Linked DNA regions of Mus musculus: region 1 is linked to region 2. Evidence: chromatin contacts called from public targeted proximity ligation data. All regions are on one chromosome and are shown on one strand. The core of a region is the stretch at or near the end of the contact, and the rest is flanking DNA. Distances in the headings are between cores, read along the strand shown.

Evidence for each region.
Region 1: a targeted proximity ligation map of pancreatic cancer cells shows a contact between it and region 2. A contact is called at or near these places in 2 of 39 promoter capture datasets (liver and stem cell-derived epiblast-like cells), 18 of 484 Hi-C or Micro-C datasets (3T3-L1-derived adipocytes, the AtT-20 cell line, the HPC-7 cell line and 10 more), 2 of 130 datasets of targeted methods (pancreatic cancer cells and pro-B cells) and 1 of 9 other capture datasets (embryonic stem cells).

The regions. Positions count from the first base shown.
Region 1 is chr19:27,335,103-27,339,488 of GRCm38.p6, forward strand. Kcnv2 (potassium channel, subfamily V, member 2) reads left to right here. Exons shown (of 2, transcript NM_183179.1): 2 at 1-2,077. Among named protein-coding and RNA genes, the nearest start is that of Gm35554, 7.5 kb to the right of the region's middle.
Region 2 is chr19:27,132,833-27,137,489 of GRCm38.p6, forward strand. The region is part of intron 6 of Gm35438 (a long non-coding RNA gene); the gene reads right to left. Among named protein-coding and RNA genes, the nearest start is that of Vldlr, 82 kb to the right of the region's middle.

The DNA.
Region 1 (4,386 bases), core at 314-2,813, 200 kb after region 2:
AAAATAGTGAGACTGGGCTTTAAGCCAAGGTTCATCTGAGGCACAAGACTGTTGGGAGTCTAAATGTATGACTTTCCTACATTATGACAAAGCACCTGAAGGGTGGACAAAGTGGACTCTTCTAAGATTACTCAATCTAGGAGGTCACAGCCTTGGTGCTGGTTAGTTCTCGTCAATATGATACAACCTAGAGTCACTTGGGAAGTGGGAACCTCCATTGAGAGATTGCTCTGATCAGAATGTCCTGTGACCATGGCTGTGTCTGTGAGAAATTATCTTGACTGATGATTGCAAAGAATCCTGGCTTGATGATAAGCACTAGCACTTATAGATGATTATTGTTTGAGGGCCTAGCCCACTGTGGGCAGTGACATCATCCCTAGCAAGTGAGCCTACGCTATATAAGAAAGTTAGATGAATGTGAGCCAGGGAACAAGCCAGAGAGTGAGCCAGTAAGCATCATTCCTCCATGGCTTCTGCTTCATGCTCTTGCCCTGATTTCTCTTAATGATGAATTTCAACCAAGAAATGTAAGATGAAATATGCCCTCTCTTGCCCTTTGTTGCTTTTGGTCATGGTATTTCAGGGCAACAACAAATCAGAAGAGTGTCTTACTCTGTGACAGAATTCTATGGATTGAGCAATATAAATAGTGTTTGTATCCCTCAGCTCTGGAGGCTAGAACTTCAAGATCAAGACACAGGCAGTTGTGTTGTAGGTTCAAACTGCTCTCTGCAGTCAAGATGGTGCCTTTTTGGTGCATTCTACAGAGAAGATTGTATCCTAAAAGCATAAGGCAAGCTCACTGAACGCTGACTCAAAGTATCGTATAAGGGCCTTGATCCCATAGTTCATGAAGGAACAGCCTCATAGCTTAATCAGCCCTGAACACTTCAGCTCTTTATATGCCACGGTGACAACACACCTGACTTACAGAGAGCCCTACTCAAGCCAAAAGCACAGAGTCAAACTTGAATTTTAGATAAGCAGCGATTTTTGATAGAAATATGGCTCAAATATTGCATAGAATATACTCCTAAAATTCAAATCTATCTACAAGTCTGGCATTTTGCTTTGTTAAATCTGATAATCCTATACTATTGTTTTTTTAGAGACAAAGTTTCCCCAAGCCCTAAAACCAAACCCAAACAGCACACCCTTCAGCCAAGAGAGTCTTCTCTTTCCTCTTGCCAAGTAAAGAGAGGAGGAATTTTGAACCAGTTTCCTTGCCAGAAGTAATCATGTGAACTCAGTCAGCTCACATATCCACATAACACAGTCAACAAGGCAGCTGCCCTTCCATCCATCCCCAGCTCTCTAGCACTTCAACTCCAGGGATGGATTTGATGATGAAGTGAAACTTCTGGGCTATCACGAGGTATAGGGACCAGGGAAGACCTAATGATCATAACACTCACTCTGATCTGGACAAGAGAGCTGACTTAGAACTGCAAGGCAGAAGAAATTCCCCGAGAAACAGGAGTGGAGGCACATGGGGTGTGGGGGGAGGCACTGATAACAAAGCTGGAACCTTCCAGGTTCCTGGGATGGGACCTAGTCAACAGCAAGAGGCCTCCTCCCAGTCTTACTGACCACATCTGTTCAGACAGCTGTACACTGCCTCCCCCAGGGAGTAAGAACAGCAGGCAGAATACAATTAACACACACAAAAAGAACATTTTGTGAGCTTCACTGTGTCCCAGGCGTAGGAACATTATTTAATGTAATACTTCAGTTGCGTTATCAAGGTTTCCCTGGTCACTCACAAAGGCTTAGTCACAATGAGCTTACTCTTGATTTTAAAGCTGATTCTGCAATGTACTCCACATTGTGGAGTCATATGAAGTTGACACATTCATCAAACATGATTGAATATTGGCAGTTTCATCTGGTATGACCTAATAGTTATGTGGTTACAATTTCTCTCAACTTGTTCCCACATTGTTAACATGGAAATAATAATGGTGTTTTCCTCACAATTTTGATGGCTATTAAATGACATTGTGCATATTTAAAACTTTAGCATCCTGGCACATGTTATGTATTAAATAAAAATTGGTCCTCCTCTTTCTCTTTATTTCTGTTTTTTTTTTTTTTTGCTGTACAAAAAAAAAAAAAAAAAAAAACTGCTCCAACTGAGTCAAAGTCCTCTGTCATCAAGGAGAAGAGTGCTCTGCAGAGCTCAGTGATTGACCTAACTCAGACATCAGGGAATGAAGAGAGGACAGACACACAGACATGTACAGAAAGCTAGGCTCAGGTGGACCAAGCACTGCAATGGAGACACAGCAGCCGAAAACTGAACGCATTTCTTTTACACATCTGAATTGAGGTGGCAGGTTTACTGTATATAGCGGAACAAGGAGGAAGCAGGTTTAGCTACTCATAAACCTACCTAGAAGGTTTATGAGAGAGCAGTCTTAGGCTGTAAAGATCCAGCAGGAAGCTGTGGTTGAAACTTCCTATATACGCTGTCAACATTCACACAAATGTTTCATAGGGAAAGGCTTTGCCTATCTGATGGGACCATGCGCATGTCAGATAATAAGCATACACAGAGAAGGCTCTAAGCAGTGGTTTCCACTTCCTAATGCAACCCTTTAATACATTTCTCCATGTTGTGCTGACCCCCAACCATAGGATTACTTTTGTTGCTACTTCATAACTGTAATTTTGCATCTGTGAGGAATCGTAATGTAAATATCTTATATACAGGATATCCGATTTGCGACCCCTCAAATGGTCATGACCCACAGGTTGAAAATAGCTGCTCTGAATGATGCAGCTTTTGAATCTTCACCACCCAGGGCTGTACATGAGGTCCCAGGCCAATGTGTTCAAAAGGACTTGTAGTGATGAAGACATTGAGCCATGCCCGATACCATGACTGTTAGCTAGACCACAGCTGTTGCTTCCTTTTCATGGGAAAAAGTGACATGTTTGCAAGAAACCTTTAACTAAAATTAAAAGAAACTTTATCACCAACAAAAACAAACCACAGAACATTATTCCAAACAAGTTAGATCAAGGAAAATGGATTTAAATAGTATTGGCCTCTAAGCAGTGGTGACTTGGCCAATCTGAACGAGATGAATGTGGTGCCTCAGCCCAGCATCCTTCCCTCCCTCCCCACTCCCACCCCCACCCCCGTTCTCTGTTGACATTTCTAATATATTTACGATGCCACACCTAGCTGTGTGGCCACAGAGGTCTGTCTCCAGGAATGTTAGGCAGATTCTGAGCCTTCTGCCAGGATACCAGAGATGGGAGGGGAAAAGCTGAGTCCCCACAGCCATGGTTCTACTTAGCAGCTCTCTAGTTTGGTGACAGCATTCACAGGTCCCTGGCAGAGCCCTTCCCTCCTGCTGTCCTAAAGGCTAGGAGTGGAAGAGTCCCCTCATGGTTGCTTGTCCTCTAGTGTTTAATTACTCTTGCTTGGTTTCTTTCATCTCTGTAAAGAGAATGTTTATTAAACTCACTCCAGTTGTCCCCTTGGACCTGTCAGCATTTTCTAGCTGATTGATGTACTGAGTGCATTTCAAGAAAAATATAGTTTGTATTTCCCAAATTGCCAGCAAAACAATTGTGTGTGTGTGTGTGTGTGTGTGTGTGTGTGTGTGTGTTGATAGTCCTACCTCCCCAGGTTATCATTCCAGGCAATGAAACCCAGCTCTCTACTTTAGAGACCAAGAGGCACATCCGGAACATAGATGATCAGGGCACCTCAAAGCACTAAGTGGTTTAGCCCTCCTGTCCAAAGCTCCCAGCTCTGCCCTCTGCAGAGCAGTTTTTTCAATTATTCAGTCCACTGGGTCCACTTCATAAGCCATTCCACTCATACGAATAGAGTTTCATGCATATATGATATGCATAGGACCAGCTGGAATATTTGCAACTAGGAACAGAAGCTCTGATCCTCTCGGGGGAACATCAAAAAATCATTTTGTCCCAGTTCCTACCTGATTTGCCTTGTTCTGTAGGTTGATTGTCTCTGCAGACAAATGCCAGCAGAGTTTCCCACGCTTGCCTTTCCCTGTGTCCAGGTCAGACATTGTTGACCAGTTGCAGTTCACAAAGCTTTCATGAGCTGTCTAGCAGCCGATATTGTCTCAGGATATATTTGCTGTCTGATATGTTCTCAGACTTTAAAAAAATAGGAAAAGGGACTACAAATAAGTCAGTTATCTCCTGGTGCCCTCCTCTTCCTCCTCCTCCTCCTCCTCCTTCTCCTCCTTTTCTCAGAAAAACTACATGGACTCTGCTCCTGTTATCCTTCATTCTTGTAAGTTTTAGAAAATGACCCTAGGGAGATTTCAGCCTTCCTTTCTGTGGGGTTGATAAAGAAAGTATTTGGCACAATATCTATCCTATGCAAGCTGGGTATAA
Region 2 (4,657 bases), core at 484-2,983:
AATCTGTTGGTGGTCTTTTTGTCTTATTGACGGTGTCTTTTGCCTTGCAGAAACTTTGGAGTTTCATTAGGTCCCATTTGTCAATTCTCGATCTTACAGAGCAAGCCATTGCTGTTCTGTTCAGGAATTTTTCCCCTGTACCCATATCTTCAAGGCTTTCCCCCACTTTCTCCTCTATAAGTTTCAGTGTCTCTGGTTTTATGTGAAGTTCCTTGATCCACTTAGATTTGACCTTAGTACAAGGAGATAAGTATGGATCGATTCGCATTCTTCTACATGATAACAACCAGTTGTGCCAGCACCAATTGTTGAAAATGCTGTCTTTCTTCCACTGGATGGTTTTAGCTCCCTTGTCGAAGATCAAGTGACCATAGGTGTGTGGGTTCATTTCTGGGTCTTCAATTCTATTCCATTGGTCTACTTGTCTGTCTCTATACCAGTACCATGCAGTTTTTATCACAATTGCCCTGTAGTAAAGCTTTAGGTCAGGCATGGTGATTCCACCAGAGGTTCTTTTATCCTTGAGAAGAGTTTTTGCTATCCTAGGTTTTTTGTTATTCCAGATGAATTTGCAAATTGCTCCTTCTAATTCGTTGAAGAATTGAGTTGGAATTTTGATGGGGATTGCATTGAATCTGTAGATTACATTAGCTTATTTTTAAATGCCTTGGCTACCTCAAAGGCTGGGCAGTCCTAAAACTTCCCCTGCTACCCCAGGCCCAATAGAAAAAGTGGCCAGTGGCCATTAATCTGAAATCTCACATGGCTGGTTGGCTTTATCTCCTGCCACTACCGTGTTATATTCTTCTTACCCTAGACATGGCAAATCTGCCCCGTTCCTCTCTTGTCCTACCCAAACAACTCTAAGTGTCCTGCCCTGTACCCAGCCATTAGCCATTGGCATCTTTATTGATTGATCAAAAACCAACTTGGGACAAGGACCTTTAGCATTTGGGCACGCAGATTCCTGATTGAATCAATTCATTAAAACCAATCTCCAACAGATCTCTATCAGTTTCCAAATCTCCAGATTACCAAACCCTCTGCAGAACCACCTTAGCCTTCAAATGAATGTCCTGTGAATCTATAGAAGCGGATTGAAAGAGGTCTAGCTCCTCACTACATAGTGGCCTGTTTACTCCTTCTAGAGACTCACCTCCCTGTGAAAAGCCAACTTCTGGTCCTTCAGAGTGATAGACTTTTTTCCAGTTTCAGGCCCCTGCAGGATTCCTTCTCATTTCTTCCCTGGTCATTGTATTTCTTGTTTAGTGTTCTTTGTAGCTTGAACCATTCAAGCCATTCTGCCTTCCCTGCCTTCCACCCTTATTCATCCACTGCTACAGTCTCTTCCTGTCCACAGTTACTCTGCCCCTAAGTCCTGCTTTGAGCTGTGACCATCCCATTCAAGTGCCGCTTCTCAGTTTCACCATGTAGATATGTATCCTTCCCATACACATCGCCTTAAAGTGGCCTAGCAAGTTGGGGGTGTACATAAGAGTAGGCACCTTCCTAGGGGCAGAAAGTCTCCTATACTCCATGTACTTCGGAGTCAACCCTGCTCTTGACTCTTCTTCTAAGACCAATGAAAACTTACAGTTTAAAAAAAAAACAAACCATTGCAATTTTGTCGTCATGGCTGTTCCTGTCCCTGTTGGCACAGAAACAGGGATGTTGAATGAGCAGAATTCAAGTTATTTAAGCAACTACAGCCTCGCTGTAGGCAGTCATCTCTATCAAAGGCAAAGCCAAGGCTCACATTGTGTGTGAATCTTCGTATGAGTCACTGTGAGTAAGCCATGTGAAAAAATACAAACTGAAAAATAAGAATCTTGACTGTGAAGTATGTTATTTTCCTCAACTTGGTTGGTTTGGGCCAATTCGGGAAGAAATCTCTTCCTGGATGGGAAACCAAGCTTCAATAGGAGAAACCCCCCCACCCCTCCCCACACACACCTCATTTCCTCATTTTTCCAGCCATGGGTGTGACTACAAAATGTAAACATGTAGCAGTCATCTCATGGGCCTGGATGTGGCAGAGGTGGAAGGAATGTGAGCTGCCAGGCCACCATCACAGCCTGTGACTCTTTACCTACAGACATGTTATTAAAGATACATTGGGATTTAAAAACAAGAGTTAAAAAAAATAAAAGCATGAATTAGGACTATTCTTTCTGCTTCCTGGCCATGCCTTGTGTATATACATAAGCTCCAGGAGGAAACATATCACCCTGATTACCTCTGTCCAATAGGGAAGGTCTTAGGATCAGGAGAAATCAGCAACTTAGCATTGATGAGGGGAAGAGAGAGAAGCAGGACCGAATGCTGAGGAATATAGGGGAAGAAACTAATGTGAATAATACAAGACAGGTCTCACTCACCTTCCAAAACTACCCCCCCCCCTCAGGTGTCTTTGTTGTATTGCTGAGTGTCTTTACCCCCTGGACAGACATGTTCCATGTGGCATTGCCACCTGTGATGCCTGACAGCCAGCCAGGCATGTAGTAAATATAGGAGAAGATAGCTGACTTCAGGTGGCCTCCAGCCAGACGTAGAGAAAGGGAAGTTAACAGCAGGGAAACTGAACGCCCCATGGAGTTTGCCTAGGATGACCACTGTACTGGCTAGTTTTGTGTCAACTTGACACAGCTGGAGTTATCACAGAGAAAGGAGCTTCAGTTGGGGAAATGCCTCCATGAGATCCAACTGTAAGGCATTTTCTCAATTAGTGATCAAGGGGGAAAGGCCCCTTGTGGGTGGGACCATCTCTGGGCTGGTAGTCTTGAGTTCTATAGGAGAGCAGGCTGAGCAAGCCAGGGGAAGCAAGCCAGTAAAGAACATCCCTCCATGGCCTCTGCATCAGCTCCTGCTTCCTGACCTGCTTGAGTTCCAGTCCTGACTTCCTTCAGTGATGAACAGCAATGTGGAAATGTAAGCTGAATAAACCCTTTCCTCCCCAATTTGCTTCTTGGTCATGATGATTGTGCAGGAATAGAAACCCCGATTAAGACAACCACATAGTCACCCACAGCAGTGGATCCTGCCCTATCTCACTGCACTTTTATCTCCCCGAGTCTCTTCCATCAGAGTAGCAGCAGCCAGCACTCTCCTGCCTTTTCAGAAAAAGGGAAAGAACAAGCTTTAAACACATACAGAGAGAGATCCAGACCGCACTCTGTCCCACTGGCACAGCCTTCCACCTGCCCCTGGGTATCCCCCGTGAAGCCTCTCATCTTTAAGAAGCCCCACCAGGGAGGCGTTGCCACCTCCATCTTAAATTTAAAGAACCTAAGGCTTACCTTGTTCATGTAATTTTTCCAGAGCTAGCAAAAGGGGAACTGAGTGCTGAACTCAGCTCTAAGTAGCTTCCAAACTTAGGCTTTCCCCTAAACCTCCGCACTGACTCGGGTGTTTGATCTGTCATGGTGGCGCTTGTTCAACACCTTCCCACAGTTCTTCCCCAGGGATTCTTAGCTACTGGATCTTTAGACGATTCCCTCCCATGGCTGCATCCCCCTCCTGTCTGGTGTAGGGGATGCTTCTGGAAAGAGCCTGTTCTTTTAGCGGCTGGTGATATTCCACTTGATTAACACCATGGGACCTGTCTCCAGACTTGAAGATGCTGCCTAATTAACCTGCTTACATAAAAGACTTGGGACTTTCTGCATCTGGATCACCCTGGCAGCCCTACTTGTGTTTTCACTTCAGCAATAATATTTACATGATTAGGCAGGAGTTCAGTTCATGCTCTCCTATACACCTAAGCTATGCAGGTGATGTCCCCAAACAGATGTTCCTGATAGGTAGGAGGAGACCTTCCCCCAGCAAGAGCCACCAGCCAGCCAGATCTCCTACATATTTGACAATGATATACTGCGCTTCCATCTGAATAGCATTAATTTATCATTCATTTAGACCATGTACCAGACAACACCTCGGTCTATGGAAGCTTAAATAAAACAGAATTTCTGAAACGTGAAATCAGGTCACCTCTGATGCTTCCTCTATTCCCTTCTTCAACTTTACTTGTTATTTTGGCCCAGGATCTAGATAGATAGATTGTTAAGTGATAGAGAGAGATATAGATTATTACAAGCTGGTATTTTGTAAGACATTTTCTAGGGACTTCAATAGATTTTTATGGAAAAGGTAGAAGCATGTGACTTTTATGACATGATAATTAAATAAATTGTATGCTAAATGGCCTCTATGATGTGAATGGTAAATGCCAAAATGGAGTGAAGCAAAGAGCCTGGAAGGCTGTTCTGGGCAGTTTCGAAGTTGGTAATCTTGATAATGATACAGAAAAGGCTCAGCAGTATCTTCAGCTAACTAAAGTGTAGAGAAGGAAGTGTTTCAGGTAACACTAGAGTCATGAAGTTTAATAGGAACAAAGGCCAAGGAACACCAGCACTAGTGGCAATGAGTACGGAGAAGGCTTGACGGCTGCCATCAGCCCCAAGCTTAGTATGAGAGAATGGTGCTGTGCATGGTCCAAATTGTTGCCTTCTAGATGTGGCTGTGCTTGGAAGGTAGCGAGAGATTGGTGATCACCAATTTACTTTAGGTATATGAGGTCTTTCCTTGTTTCTGTCTTAGAAGCTAGGCTGTATGAAAGTTGGGCATACTCAAATCAGTAGGTCCCCTCCTAGAGTTCTAT